Regions from separate parts of the Danio rerio genome. Here region 1 is linked to region 2. The links are chromatin contacts, called in public Micro-C maps. All regions are on one chromosome and are shown on one strand. The core of a region is the stretch at or near the end of the contact, and the rest is flanking DNA. Distances in the headings are between cores, read along the strand shown. Region 1 holds the start of dennd2c (DENN/MADD domain containing 2C). Region 2 overlaps brpf3b (bromodomain and PHD finger containing, 3b).

Region 1 (6,791 bases), core at 1,728-4,227, 180 kb before region 2:
CTGAGGCTCAAACCAGTGACCTTCTTGCTGTGAGGCAACAGCGCTACTCACTGCACCACTGCGCTGTGAAATTTCAATTGTTTTTCTCTCAAAATCTTCCCATATGCAACTCTTAAAGGGATAGTTCACCCAAAAAATGAAAATTGTCATTATTTGCACGTCATGATTTTGCTAAGTACCATTTGATCCTGGATTACATCAATGTTGATCCTGGAACATCATTTTTGTTCGAAAATGTAATCCATACCTCTTCCCTACCCCTAAACCCAATCATAACTGTCTATTATTCCCAAAATCAAAGGGGAATAATAGTTGGATAATGATCATATAGATGTTCATGAACCTTACTGTAAACCTAACCGTTTGTTAAGTGTGACGTCACGCGAAGCGGCTTCCGGGTCCAAGCGCTCTATTCAAATGAATAGTAATAATAAACGTTTACAAAGCGATTTAATACTTTCGAAAATCACGCAATCTCGCAATATATATGTCCATGCCCAATATCCGATGGCCAGAAAGTGGTTCATTTTTTTTTATTATTGTTAAAATGTTGGTATTTGTTATGCAGCAAGCCCAGAGATTGTTGTGTACACTGACTTGATATAAAATTAACTTTAATGTGTGATAAGAATTAAAAGTGATCATAAACGAATAATTTCTCAACTCAAATGAGAGGCGGCTTGGACTCGGAAACAGTATTACATACGTCACTAACACGTCACCACTTAACAAGCGGAAGCTTAACATAAATAGTAAACATATCCCTAGTTTTCTTATTGGCTGATTGAAATGTTGTTCCAGGATCAACACAGACATTAATCCGGGAACATGTCCTGTTTGGTGAAATCAGGTTGGCGGTCATTATTTACTCACTCTTGAGTTGTTCCAAACCAGTTGAGTTTTTTTTTCTGTTAAAAATACAAAATGTTTTGAAGAATGTTGAAAAAAGGGCAACCAATTTATATATACAGTAGAAATCAGAATTATTAGCCCCCCTTTGAATTTCTTTTTCTTTTTAAAATATTTTCCAAATTATGATTAACGGAGCAAGGAATTTTTCATAGTGTGTCTGATAATATTTTTTCTTCTGGAGAAAGTCTTATTTGTTTGATTTCGGCTAGAATAAAAGCAGTTTTATTTTTTTTTTTATTATTTTGAATTCAACTGTAGAAGAAAAACAAATACCACGAAAGTCAATAGAGAATGCCAATTACACATTAAATGTCATGTTTCTTCTAGTTATTTTATGGATGATCTGTATTAAGTACTACTATAGATATTTTATTTCTTTTTACTCAAGGGGATCATTTCCACAGTGTGTGCAATCTATGTAGTACTGTAGATACTATAATGCATAAGACTGTAAATCCTATATACACACACACACACACACACACACACACACACACACACACACACACACACACACACACACACACATATATATATATATATATATATATATATATATATATATATATATATATATATACTAGTATGTAACTAGTATATCTAGTATAAATATACAACTAGTTGCTAGTGTGAAATATATTAAGTTTAACTTGATGTATAAAACATTTTAAAGTTATTAAATTTATTTTAAAAACTATAAAATCATTTTAAAAATAAACAAAAAGTAATTTGCAGCTAGCCCTCTGCAACTCTCACATGGTTGCCCACTGAAGTGAAGCAGGGCTGTTGCTGGTCAGTACCTGGATGGGAGACTACATGGACCACAAGTGGTGTTAGTGAGGCCAGCAGGGGGCGCTTAACTTGTGGTCTGTCTGGGTCCTATAAGCCCCTGTATAGTGATGGGTACTCTACTCTGTACTGCTCAGTGAGTGCTGTCTTTTGGATGAGACGTTAAACCGAGGTCCTGATTCTCTGTGGTCATTAAAAATCCCAGGTTGTGCATCCTGGCCAAATTTGCCCTCTGGCCTCTGTTCATCATTGCCTCCTTATCATGCCCATATCATAACTGGCTTCATCACTCTGTCTCCTCTCCACCAATCAACTGGTGTGTGGTGTGAGGTGTGGCACAACATGGCAGCCATCACATCATCCAGGTGGATGCTGCTTACTGGTGGTGGATGAGGAGATTCCCCACAAAAATGTGTTTAAAGCGCTTTAAGAGTCCAGAAAAGCGCTATAAAAATGTAAGGAATTATTACTATTATTATTAATAAATGACAAAAAAAGTAATGAAATTGTAATACAATCTTAAAAACTGTTGATAAATATTTGTAATGTTTGTAAAGTAATGTTTGTACTTACTGATGCTTTATGCATATATTCTATTGTATTTAACTTGATGTATAAAACATAAAAAAATAATAATAATTGAAAAGATTAATTCAACAACTTTGAACTCATTTAAAAACTAAACTAAACGTAACGAGTGACGTGAAATGAAGTAATAAAATCTTAAAAACAAAAATTGTTTTATAAAGTAATATTTGTCCTTATTGACGATATGTTATGCATGTATTGCATTCTATTATTGTATTTATTAGTATTTTGAATTAGTTTTATTTTTGAGCTATCCTTTTTTTGTTTCAAGTTTTAATTTTAAATTAGAAAATGTTTTATTATAGTTTTTATTCAATTATTTAGGTGTAAAACAGCTTAACTTGAATCATTGCATTAAAAATGTTAATGGCATGCACTGAATTTTGCACCACAACACTAGCAATGTGAGCTAACAAAATCAACAGAGTTAGTTTTGATTTCATGTGTAAATAAAGCACTAGTAGTCACATGTATTCGCCTCGAGCCACTAAAGAGTTAAAAACTGCACTCTCAAGAAGACAACAAAGTAGCATTTCCGTTTCAAGTCAGTAAAGTTTTTCCTTTTGAACCAGTCGATCTTGAGTCGATCTGAGAAACTAGGAACAAACACAACACATGGAGATTTTATGAAGAGGCGCTTTTATTGCAGCTCGTGAACTGATTCGCCGCTCAGAGGAACCGAAGCTCAGATGGGGAACTGACAGCGCAGGAGGAGGATTAAACACGATCACATCCACTCCTTCAGGAGCTCCCAAAACACTTTAATCTGGAATATATCAGTAACAACTGGCTTTACATTGTTGTCGGTTACCGAGGATTATTATTGTTTGGTTACTTTGAAGCCCGTCGGTTACTCACTGAATGGATACAAGTTTGTCTCGAAGACGTTTTTAGCCGCCTGGCTAACTTTAACCAGCCGAGAGATATGAAGACTTCGGGACCACAACACAAAACAGAGATACAGACTCGGCATTTGCCCTAAATAAACTTCTGTGAGAGTCTTTGTCTCGGTTCATGTCAGATGAGTCCAACATATGTGTTGTGAAACAGCGGATAAGTTCGCCTAACTTTAAGTAAGTGAAATCTCTTCATAACAAAAGATCTGAATTAACTTAACTTAGCTGACATTAGAGAGCTGCTGCTTTCGTTTATTCATTTAAATTAATGTAATTATATATATATATATATATATATATATTTTTTTTTACTATATCTGAATTGATTTAATGGTAAAATTAACTAAAATTAATTCTATGTTTAGTTTTACTCAATTTAATATTGTATTTGTTTTACATTTTATGTTTTTAAAGGGATAGAATATCAAAAAAATTTAAGTTCTGTCATCATTTGCTCAGCTTATTTCAACCCTTTATGAGTTTATGTTGAACACAAAAGAAGGTATTTTGAAAAATGTTGTAAACAACCAATGGCATCCATACTATTTCATTTACTTTGCTTAGCTTTTACTTATTTCAGACTATTATGAGTTTGTTGAACACAAAATAAGGAAATTTGAAAACCTGTAACCATTGACATCCATAGCATTTGTTTTACTATGCTGAACTTTTACTTATTTTAAACCATTATGAGTTTTTTGAACACAAAAGAAAGTGTTTTGAAAAATGTTCGTTACCAGTAACTATTGACATCCATAGCATTTGTTTTACTATGCTGAACTTTTACTTATTTTAAACCTTTATGAGTTTTTTGAACACAAAAGAAAGTGTTTTGAAAAATGTTTGTTACCAGTAACTATTGACATCCATAGTATTTGGTTTACTATGCTCAACTTTTACTTATTTTAAAAATATTATGAGTTTACAATTGAACACAAAAAAGTATTTTGAAAAATGTTGGAAACCTGTAACCACTCACATCCATAGTATTTATTTTAATATGGTCAGCATTTACATACTTCAAACCATTATACATTTATGTTGAACATTAAAGAAGGTATTTTGTAAAATGTTACAAACCTGTAACCATTGACAGTGATAGTATTTAATTTACTAAGCTCATCTTTTACTTCAAATAATTATGAGTATGTTGAACACAAAATTTTGGAAACCACTAACCATTGACATGCATAGTATTTGATTTGTTACGGAACTATTATGAGTTTATGTTGAGCACAAAAGATGTTGGACTTCCATAGGATTTGTTTTATTATTGAAGTCAATGGTTAAAGGTTTTCAGCTTTCTTCAAAATATCTTCATTTGTGTTCAACAGAAGAAGCTCATGAAGGTTTAAACCTCTTGAGCATGAGTAAATAGTGAGCAAATTTAAATGTTTGGGTGAGCTTTTCCTTTAAACTAATTGTTAATTGACACTTCATCATAGTTACCTATTCATGTTTAAACAGTTAAAGTTCACACTGCTAATCAAAATATCATTCATTCATGTTTGGCACGTCTAAATCTACTTTACTCACTATGCCTTTGGGTGAAAATAAATACGGTGGTGACACCAAAGCCAAGTTGTTTATTAACATCCATAACTCAGCATGCTTTGACACAATGTTTTCTCTTACGAACGTGATTAGGCTGAGTTTTGACACTAAACTTGCCCACTTTCCCACCCTCTTGATCCACCCCACCCAAAAGCTTGTCCCCTCATGCACAAGTACCCAAGGTGGGTGGATCACCTGTCAGAGGTGGTAATATTATAGTTTATTTATGTCTTGATTGTCTACCATTTGAAGGCTGGGTTAATGCTAGTGTCTGGTTGACATTGTATGGGTGTTTTGTGTACGTCTGCGGTTGCTGATGACTCTTTTGATCACCGAAACCCCAAATTCAGAGCTCTGTTGGTGAACCTGGAAGCAGCAGGTGGCTTGGAGAAAAAAAAGAGAGAATTTAATCCACCTCTCAGTTTGTTGGGAACGTCATAAGAACTTCCTACTCGTATGCAGTCGGGAATGTGTAGTCAGGATGATCTTTTACTGCAGTAGAGTTGTAATTAACCACTGGTCTGCTCCATCCAAACCTACACGCAGACCATTTCAGACTGTGTTAGATTTCATGCCAGACAGGGCCCTGCATTATGACAAAAATCATCATATTTTTTAAATATTTCCCAAATTATGTTTAACAGTGCAAGCGTTTTTTTCACAGTATTTCCTTTTTTTTTTCTAATAAAATTCCTTAAATAATTTCATTTGGCTAGAATAAAAAAGTTACATTAAAAAAAACATTTTAAGGTCAATATTATTAGCCCCTTAAGCAATATTTTTTTTGGATTGTCTACAGAACAAACCATCATTATACAGTACAATGATTTGCCTAATTACCCTAACTTGCCTAATTAACAGTTAAGCCTTTAAATCGCATTTTAGGCTGAGTATTAGTACTTAAAAAATATCTAGTAAAATATTATATATGATCAACATGGCAAAGATAAAATAAAATCAGTTTTTAGAAATGAGCTGTTAAAAATATTGTTTAGAAATGTGTTGAAAAAATCTTCTTTCTGTTGAACAAAAATTGGGGAAAAATATACAGGGAGACCAATAATTCTGACTGCAAATGTAGGTCATCTCATGTCCTGATAATGATAAATATCACCAATATCATCAATATTGTACCACTCCTGTATTCTTTATTTATTTATTTATTTTTTACATACTACGGTATATAGATCATTTCAATGTGGTGATGTCATTGGCCCATGAACATTTCCTGCTTGTCAAACTATTTCATAACTATATCAAGATGCAGTTCAATCATAACTTAACATTATCTCTTTAACTGCCTGCTCTACCAAATGGTCGACCATATTTTTACTGTTTTAAATAATGGTTTACTCACGCAGCGATGTTGGTTTACAAAAAAATCTAACCAACATAATCCTGTTGCACCACTACACTTGATTTTGTTTTTTTTTTGTAAAAAAAAAAAAAAAATTCAAAAGAAAACACTAAATAAGATTCTGAAATATTTGATGGCGGTCTTCAAAAAATTAAGACAATTTAGTATTCAAACATAATCAAAATAAAGCTTTTTTTTTGTTTTAAATAAATTGGACTTGCACTTCATACTTTCTGATTTTCATTGTATATGTATTAATTCTGGTACTTTTACCATAACAATCATATGTCATATGATGACATATCAATCTTTTGGTAAAGGCTGATATTTTAGAAATTATGGGATCATATTTCTCTCTTTATTTATGGCAAATGTTTGATTAAAGATGTAGAAATATAAAATAAATCTTTATAAAGTATAAAACACTTTTCAGAAACTAATGATTTTATGCTCAATGTCAAAATAAGATGCAGAATGTAAACATTGTAATTTCAAGATACATTCTCTCCTCTTAAAATTCTTGGAGAAAAAATATATAATTTACATTTTGTGATGTCACAAAATAAATGATAGAGCATAGATTTTTTATTTTGTCAATATGATTAGGCTTGGGCGGTATCCAGATTTTGATACCGTCAAACCTCCTCCCTATTTTAACACGGTATACGGTATTACCCTGCATAATAATAAAACTA
Region 2 (7,567 bases), core at 3,537-6,036:
TTTCTTTTTTGTTTTACCTTTGATAATCGTGTTACACGATTTTGAACATTAGTAATTCATCATCGTATGTACTATCAGAGCATCCTCCTCCACAAGCAGTAAGTGAATCATTCATTTAAAGTCTGTCTGATGTCCTACCCTCACATTTTATCTGAAAATGTCCATATCCTGCAGGTGTTGGCAATGCCAATCACAAAACCAAATGAATAACACCGTTTAAATTTCCCTAAGACAGCAATGAAAGTGGATTTATCAAGAACTTTCGATGAATGTTTAACAATTTTAAAACTGAAACCACTTAGCATATTACACAGAACTAGATAAGCAATAACAGTTTCTCTTTTGCCTAGATTTCATCATCTTCCAGGTATTTTTAGGACCAGCAAGAACTGTAATTAGTTTAAGACATTGTGCACTATACTACTAATAAAGTTGATTGATTGCTGGTTTTTAACTTTTAAAAGATACATATGAAAATCAAGGCAAATCGGTTAAAGTTTCCTTAAGTATTGTTTTAATTGATGAACTTATTTTTTTAAATGAATAGTCATTGTTTGCTAATTGTAAATGTACACTACCGGTCCAAAGTTTGGGGTCAGTAGGATTTTTAAATGTTTTAAAATGAGCTTCTCCTGCTCACCAAGCCTGCATTTATTTAATTAAAAACACAGTACAGATTGTGAAATGTTATTGCGCTATAAAATAAATGTTCAAAAGTAGTTTATCATTTCATTTAATCATTTATTTCAATGATTTAAAAAAAATGAATTTTCAGCATTATTAATCCAGTCTTCAGAGTCACGTGATCCTTCAGAAATCACTCTAATAGTAACTATTATTATTAATATAATTAATAGTTATAGTAATAACAGGAATAATGACTGGAGTGATCAGTTCATTTGAAACTACATAAAAATAAACAGTTTTTTAAAATGTTTAATAAATATTTAATTTATTACATTTAATAAATGCTGCCTTGATAAACAGAATAATTTTCTTTAAAAAAAAAAAAAACATAAAAAAAAAACTGACCCCAAACATTTGACAAGTTGTGTGTGTGCTTGTTTTTGTAAGACAGTACATTACAGCACACATAAGTACATGATTGCATAAATAACTGCTCTTAGGCCTTACAAACTGAAATTCTTCAGCTCTAAATATTGTCTGTCTTTTTAACAATAAAACACACCTTGATAAATTTGTGTGACAATAACTTACACAGTTGTGGGATGTTTCTGCATGTGTTCTTCGGTCATAAACACTGACTCTCTGCTGCCCCCTACTGCTCTGCTGCCCCTACTCGAAAGTAAACATAAGAAATTTCAGCAAAACGTGAGCAAGACACCAACAAAAATGTGACGAGACAGTGTAATTTTGATTACCTCATCACAGGTCGATGTTTGTTAATAAAATATTGTGTGGGCACTCACAAGGCACACACAGCGACTAACTACATCGACTCACAAACACGCAGCGTCACTTTTACTTTCACCAGACGCTTATTGCAACTCTACCCCGCCCTCCTCCAAATACATCAGCCAACCGAATCCCTACAATTTCGCGCGCATATTATGATTGACAGATGGAAAGCGTTTCTTATGGTTTTTGATGGTTTGAATGTCACCCTCACAACATTTGTTTGTTCATGGCATAAGTCAGGTAAAATGGCTGAACAAGTTTTCATAATATTTAGTCAATATGCATTTCCATTAGACTTTTTTTTCTAAATTTGTCGACAATTAGGAAATTTCTCCCAGGTCAATCTTGACTTTTTCAAATGAAGGTGCATCTCAAAGGTCCTATGTTTACGTTACATTTCTACTTTTGTTTGTTTTTTCTTTGTGCTATGCAGTGCTGTCAAATTACAGTACATCGCAGATTTCAGGAGATTTCCTAGACAAAATAACTGATCACAACCAAGTGCTTTGGCAAGTACAAATGTCTGTATTTATGAAAAAAAACATTACATATGGCTTCCCACAGTCGATTCTCCTTTAAACTGTCCAACTCTTCACATCTTCTCAATCATTTTTCATCGTGTAAGCCATCATACTCAAAACTATTCAATAATCATTTACATTAGCATGCGTACGTTTACACCATAAAATATCTGATATTGACAATGTAATGTCTGCTAAATTGGTATGACCTCTAATTGTCCTAAAAAAGAACGTAAAACAAAAAGTGAAAAAAACAACAACATACACATACTGTAGAAACAGTATAGCAGAAAATTTGGGCGGTTTTGAGACCTTTACTTTTTCATACCGCAGTATACCTTGAAAAGGATTACACCATGTCAAATATATATATATATATATATATATATATATATACACATATATATATACATATACATACAGTTGAAGTCAGAATTATTAGCCCCCCTTTAAATTTTCTTTTCTTTTCTTTTTTAAAAAAATATATTTCCCAAATGATGTTTAACAGAGCAAAGAAATTTTCACACTATGTCTGAAAATATATTTTTTTCTTCTGGAGAGAGTCTTATTTGTTTTATTTCGGCTAGAATAAAAGCAATTTTTTTTTTAAAGCTGTATAGAAGTGTCTTGAAAAATATCTAAATATTATTAACTGTCATCATGGCAAAGATAAAATAAACGAGTCATTAGAAATGAGTTAGTAAAACTATTATGTTTAGAAATGTGTTGAACAAATCTGCTCTCTATTAAACAGATAATGGGGAAAAATAAACAGAGGGGCTAATAATTTTGTCTTCAACTATATATATATAGACAAACGATGTCCACCAAGAATATTTTTATAGATGATATTTTGTAGTTTTTTTGTGTGTGTATTTGTGGTAACATCAGAAACATACAATACAGAATTGGACAAGCAAGAATGCACTTTGCATGTAATACTTTTGTTCACAAATAAATGTACTGTATAAATACAAAATATAATTTTTTATGTACTATTCATTCACTCTTCTTAACAAATATCAGGTTTTTTTTATGCAAGTCTTAATTTCTTGGTTGAGTGTCAAGGTGAAAAAATAGCTAATCATGTTGAGCAGTGTGGCTCAAACTTGGACGAATACACTATATTTTGGTGGCCTTGGCCAAATTACTGACACGATAACAAAGTTTTGAAGCATAATTGTAATGTTTTGGGGCTGTAACTACATTTTGCAGATGTGCAATGAAGTGCTGAAGTTCTAGCAAACAGCTTTTATTAAGATTATTTAGAAGATGTGCCAAAGCAACTGAGAAAAACTGAAATTATCAGTTTTTTTTATCAGTCTTCTTCTACTTTTTCTTATTTTGGGGGTTGGTAACTCAGGGGTCACCAACTTTTTTGAAACTGAAAGCTACTTCTTGGGTACTGATTAATGTGAAGGTCTACAGTTTGATGCACACTTCTCAAATAACATTTTTGCTCAATCTTGATTATATGTTGTTGTTAATAATTAATTATATTCATCAATGTGAAGACAATAATCGTGTTAAAGATTTCATTTCTTACAATAGCAATGATTTAACAAGGTAGGAAACGTGTCAATTTGCAACACTTCATTAGTCTGAAATGGTTTTCAAAGTTTGTTATATACTTTATAACTTATATTCATTTTCAGTTTTTACAAATATGGCGACCGATTGCCATTCATTATAATAGACTGTGAACTGTTTAGTTTCTTATACGAGTCATTGTTTCATTATTGTATCGTAACGGTCATTTTAAGCTTTGTGAAGCGCATACTGTGTGTTTTGGTGCCCAAATTACATAAAAAAAAATATTTAAAGCTATTTGTCACACGTCCACATACACAAAGAAAACACAAATTACGTCATCTAATTGTCGGATTGAGTGTATAATAAACTAATTAATGATCTCAACGTTCTCTTATTTAGTCATATAAAATCGTTTTTCAGACAGCAATTTCCTAAATTACGGCACATTATCTTATCGTCAAAGAAACAAAATTTACATTTAGATATTCTTTAAAGTTGCTTAATTTTACTTTATTATTTTGTGGTCAAATATAAGAAACTTCAACAATATTGTGTCCCATTAAAATGTTTCAAAAAGTGTTTTTTTACAGTATAATCAAGTGTATTACTACTAACATGCATTTACAACTCTTAATAAATAATACTGCATTTTATTTCTTAAACTGATAAACTACTAATTAAAACTTTCTTTTACTTAGCGGTTCATTTTATAGATATTTTACAGCTATGTAATTAAAATTAAATAGTCTGTAGCTCGTGACTTAAACTCTGTTAGAAGGTCTAACACACATCAAAATAATTAGCTTTTTGTCAACAAATATGGCCGACCGCAACTTGCTGCAAAGAGCTCAGAATCACCTTTCCTTTGAAGTAGGAACGTAGTGGGTATAATCATTTGACGTTTCAATGACGTAGATTCCCCAGCTGTCATCATTGCTCACCATGACAATCTGTAAACGTTGGATCTGCATTCCTATAAAGCTTGTCAGTTCTCTCTGTGTTGTCAGTTCGCTCGTTGATGCTGTTTGTACTTGACCAAGGTGAGTTCCATAGCTGACGGTACAAGTGGAGCCACGCCAATCTCACAAAGTCCGCTTTGTGAAGCTTCACTCGGCCCGTCTGTGCTGTATTCCTTGCAGTTTGCGTAGATAAACGCAATATCGCCAAGAATATTACGGGTTTGTTGCTCGAAATGTGCCAACGAGCAACATTCCAGTGAACACTGGCACGGACTGGCGCCCGGTAAGCTCGTGCACTCCCTGGGGCGAGGCGGCAAAACGAGCCGTGAAAACCCTCAGGCAAACACGGGAGGCCGGTAGTGGGACCCCGCTGCAAGGGTTATGGTGGGTGGGAACAGCGAGGCCCACTTATAGACTATTTTAAACTATAGTTTCAAACTTTAGTTTACTATAGTTTAAAATAGAAACCATGGGAACTGTAATGTTATAACTCTATGCCTGGCTGTTGTAATGTAAGTTTTAGGTTGACTACTGTATACCAGCTGGTTTAGGCTACTTTTATCATTATTTTGGTGGTCACAGATTTTTTTATGACCCAAATCAAGTAAAATGTCTCTCACTCAAGTACTTTTAGCATGCAAAAGTACAATTTAGCATATCAAATATATTTTAACAACAACTAAATTATGTCTCGTGAAACTGACCAGCCACAGTGGTGTTAAAAACAATGGCAACACTTTAAAATAAGGTTAATCGGTTAATGTTAATTAATACATTTACTAACATGAACAAACAAACAATGAACAATACATTTACTACAGTATTTATTCATGTTAGTAAATTTTAGTTAATGAAAATACAGTTGTTCATTGTTAGTTCATGTTAACTCACAGTGCATTAACTAATGTTAACAAGCACAGACTTGGATGTTAATAATGCATTAGTAAATGTTCAATTATGATTAATAAATGCTGTACAAGTGTTAATCAGGATTAGTTCATGTTAATTAATGCATTAACTAATGAACCTTATTGTAAAGTGTTACCAAAACAATGTTCAAATCAAACACAGTCGTAGAGTTTCAATAGAACATTTATTTCCCCACATGAGAAAATACTGTTTGAGACAGGTTATTTGGTAGGTAGGTAAAATCTGCAGTTTGTACAAGCTTAAAATTTCTTCTTATAAATGGTGAACAAAAGCTCCACAACTTTCTACAATAAATACAAGGTTCTGTGCTTGATGTGAAAAGGGATTTGTACTGTCTAACAGCAAGTGTCCAAGATCATCGTCCTCTTCCCTCCTTTAAATCTTAAAATGAACTAATCAGAATCCGAAAGCACATAGCTGGCTCTTAAAAGCCTAAGCAATAATAGTTTATCATCTTAAATAAGACATCTGATTTTCGCCTTGAACCAATATAATTTAGTTCCTTTATTTCTTTATGCTCCATAAATAAATTACTTTTTTGTATCAAAAAATTGAGAATATATATTTAACCATAGACACGCGAGTTGTTGCATATACACATACATACATGATTGTATACCGGTCATGTACATATATATGAACCACTCACACTATCTGGATATCAAAGACAAGCAGGATACACTATGTAGGAAGTCAGTTCATCTGAAAATCTTTTTACACATGTATATATTTATATATACAACCTTCATTTCATCATTCCCCCAGGCAATTTATTTCACAAGAGAAAAGAAAAATTAAATTAGAGACTATATGATAAAAAAACAAACATACTTATATACACTGGTGCTCTTTACAATATACAATAAGTGGTTTGTAAAACTTTAAAAAGTAAAAAGCTATCTTAAGAAAATGGCAGTGATTCATTCAAACGCTTAAATTCATTCAATCAATCAATCATTTAAAAGTATTAATTGCTCTGAATGTACCCAAAAGGCTAAAACTCGGAGTCTGGGTGATTTAAATGACCATAAAGTGACGCCTCCTAAAAACAAACCATAGCACTCTCATATGACCTCCAAAATCTGGTAAAAGTAAAACTAGACTGAATGTGATTTGCAGCAAAGGGTTAAATTAAACTATTCTCAGTGTTCAGGTTCCATTTAAAGCAGTGGTCTCAAACTCAATGTCTGGAGGGCTGCAGCTCTGCACAGTTTAGCTCCAAACACCTCCAACTCACACCTTATAGTCTCGAGTAGTCTTGAACACCTTGATTGGTTGGATCAGCTGTGTTTGATTGGGTAGAGCTGCGGCCCTCCAGGAATCGAGTTTGAGGCCTATTATTTAAAGGAACACTACACTTCCTTTTGAAAATAGGCTCATTTCGCAACTCCCCTAGAGTAAAACAGTTGAGTTATATCATTTTTGAATCCAGCACTTTTAGCTTGGCTTAGCATAGATCATTGAATTAGATTAGACCGTTAGCATGTTGCTCAAAAATAACCAGTTTCAATAATTTTATTATTTAAATGTGACACCTCTGTAGTTAAAGTGCGTACGAAGAACATCGGATCGATATGGCTAGAAGCTCTACCATACTCAAACTGGATTCCTGGAGGGCCGCAGCTCTGCACAGTTTAGGTCAGACCCTAATCACACAAAGCTGATCTATGAATGAAGTGTTCATGACTCTTTTGAACACCTCAATTGTTTGGATCAGCTGTGTTTGATTAAAGTTGGAGCAAAACTGTGCAGAGCTGCGGCCCTCCGGGAATTGAGTTTGAGACCTAGGATCTATATTCTCATTCCAGTGTAATAATCAAGAAACTTTACTGCCGTACCATGTCTGAAGCGGCACAATGATATAACACAGCACCTGAAAATTCAGCCAACTTCAGTCAATATAACCCAACATAGGAAGTTACCTAGCTAGAGACTCTTTTCAGCCATTCCTTCAGGTCATTTTTCAGCGAGATGCTAATGGTCTATTATGATTTAATGATCTATGCTAGCGATCACAAAACTTGTTCCTGGAGGTCCGGTGTCCTGCAGATTTTAGCTCCAACACTTATCAAATACACCTGAACAAGCTAATCAAGGTCTTACTAGGTATACTCGAAACATCCAGGCAGGTGTGTTGAGGCAAGTTGGAGCTAAATCCTGCAGGGCACCGGACCTCCAGGAATGAGATTAGTGACCGCCTGATCT

The links. A called contact is a pair of places that touch in the nucleus more often than the background predicts.
Region 1: a contact with region 2 is called in a Micro-C map of caudal fin, with 5 times the contacts expected there. The contact joins the promoter of dennd2c here to the enhancer-like site in region 2. A contact is called at or near these places in 2 of 18 Hi-C or Micro-C datasets (caudal fin and hematopoietic stem cells).

What each region holds. Positions count from the first base shown.
Region 1 is chr8:12,644,705-12,651,495 of GRCz12tu, reverse strand. dennd2c (DENN/MADD domain containing 2C) reads left to right here and starts at 2,977. Exons shown (of 19, transcript XM_001919051.8): 1 at 2,977-3,362.
Region 2 is chr8:12,466,575-12,474,141 of GRCz12tu, reverse strand. It overlaps brpf3b (bromodomain and PHD finger containing, 3b), which reads right to left. Exons shown (of 9, transcript XR_012384124.1): 8 at 6,697-6,987; 9 at 5,507-6,565. Among named protein-coding and RNA genes, the nearest start is that of nr1h5, 33 kb to the left of the region's middle. Within about 2 kb of position 4,786, at least 15 of the 62 cell types and tissues checked have an H3K27ac peak or open chromatin away from gene starts, as enhancers often do. A contact at or near this core is called in caudal fin, where this site is marked.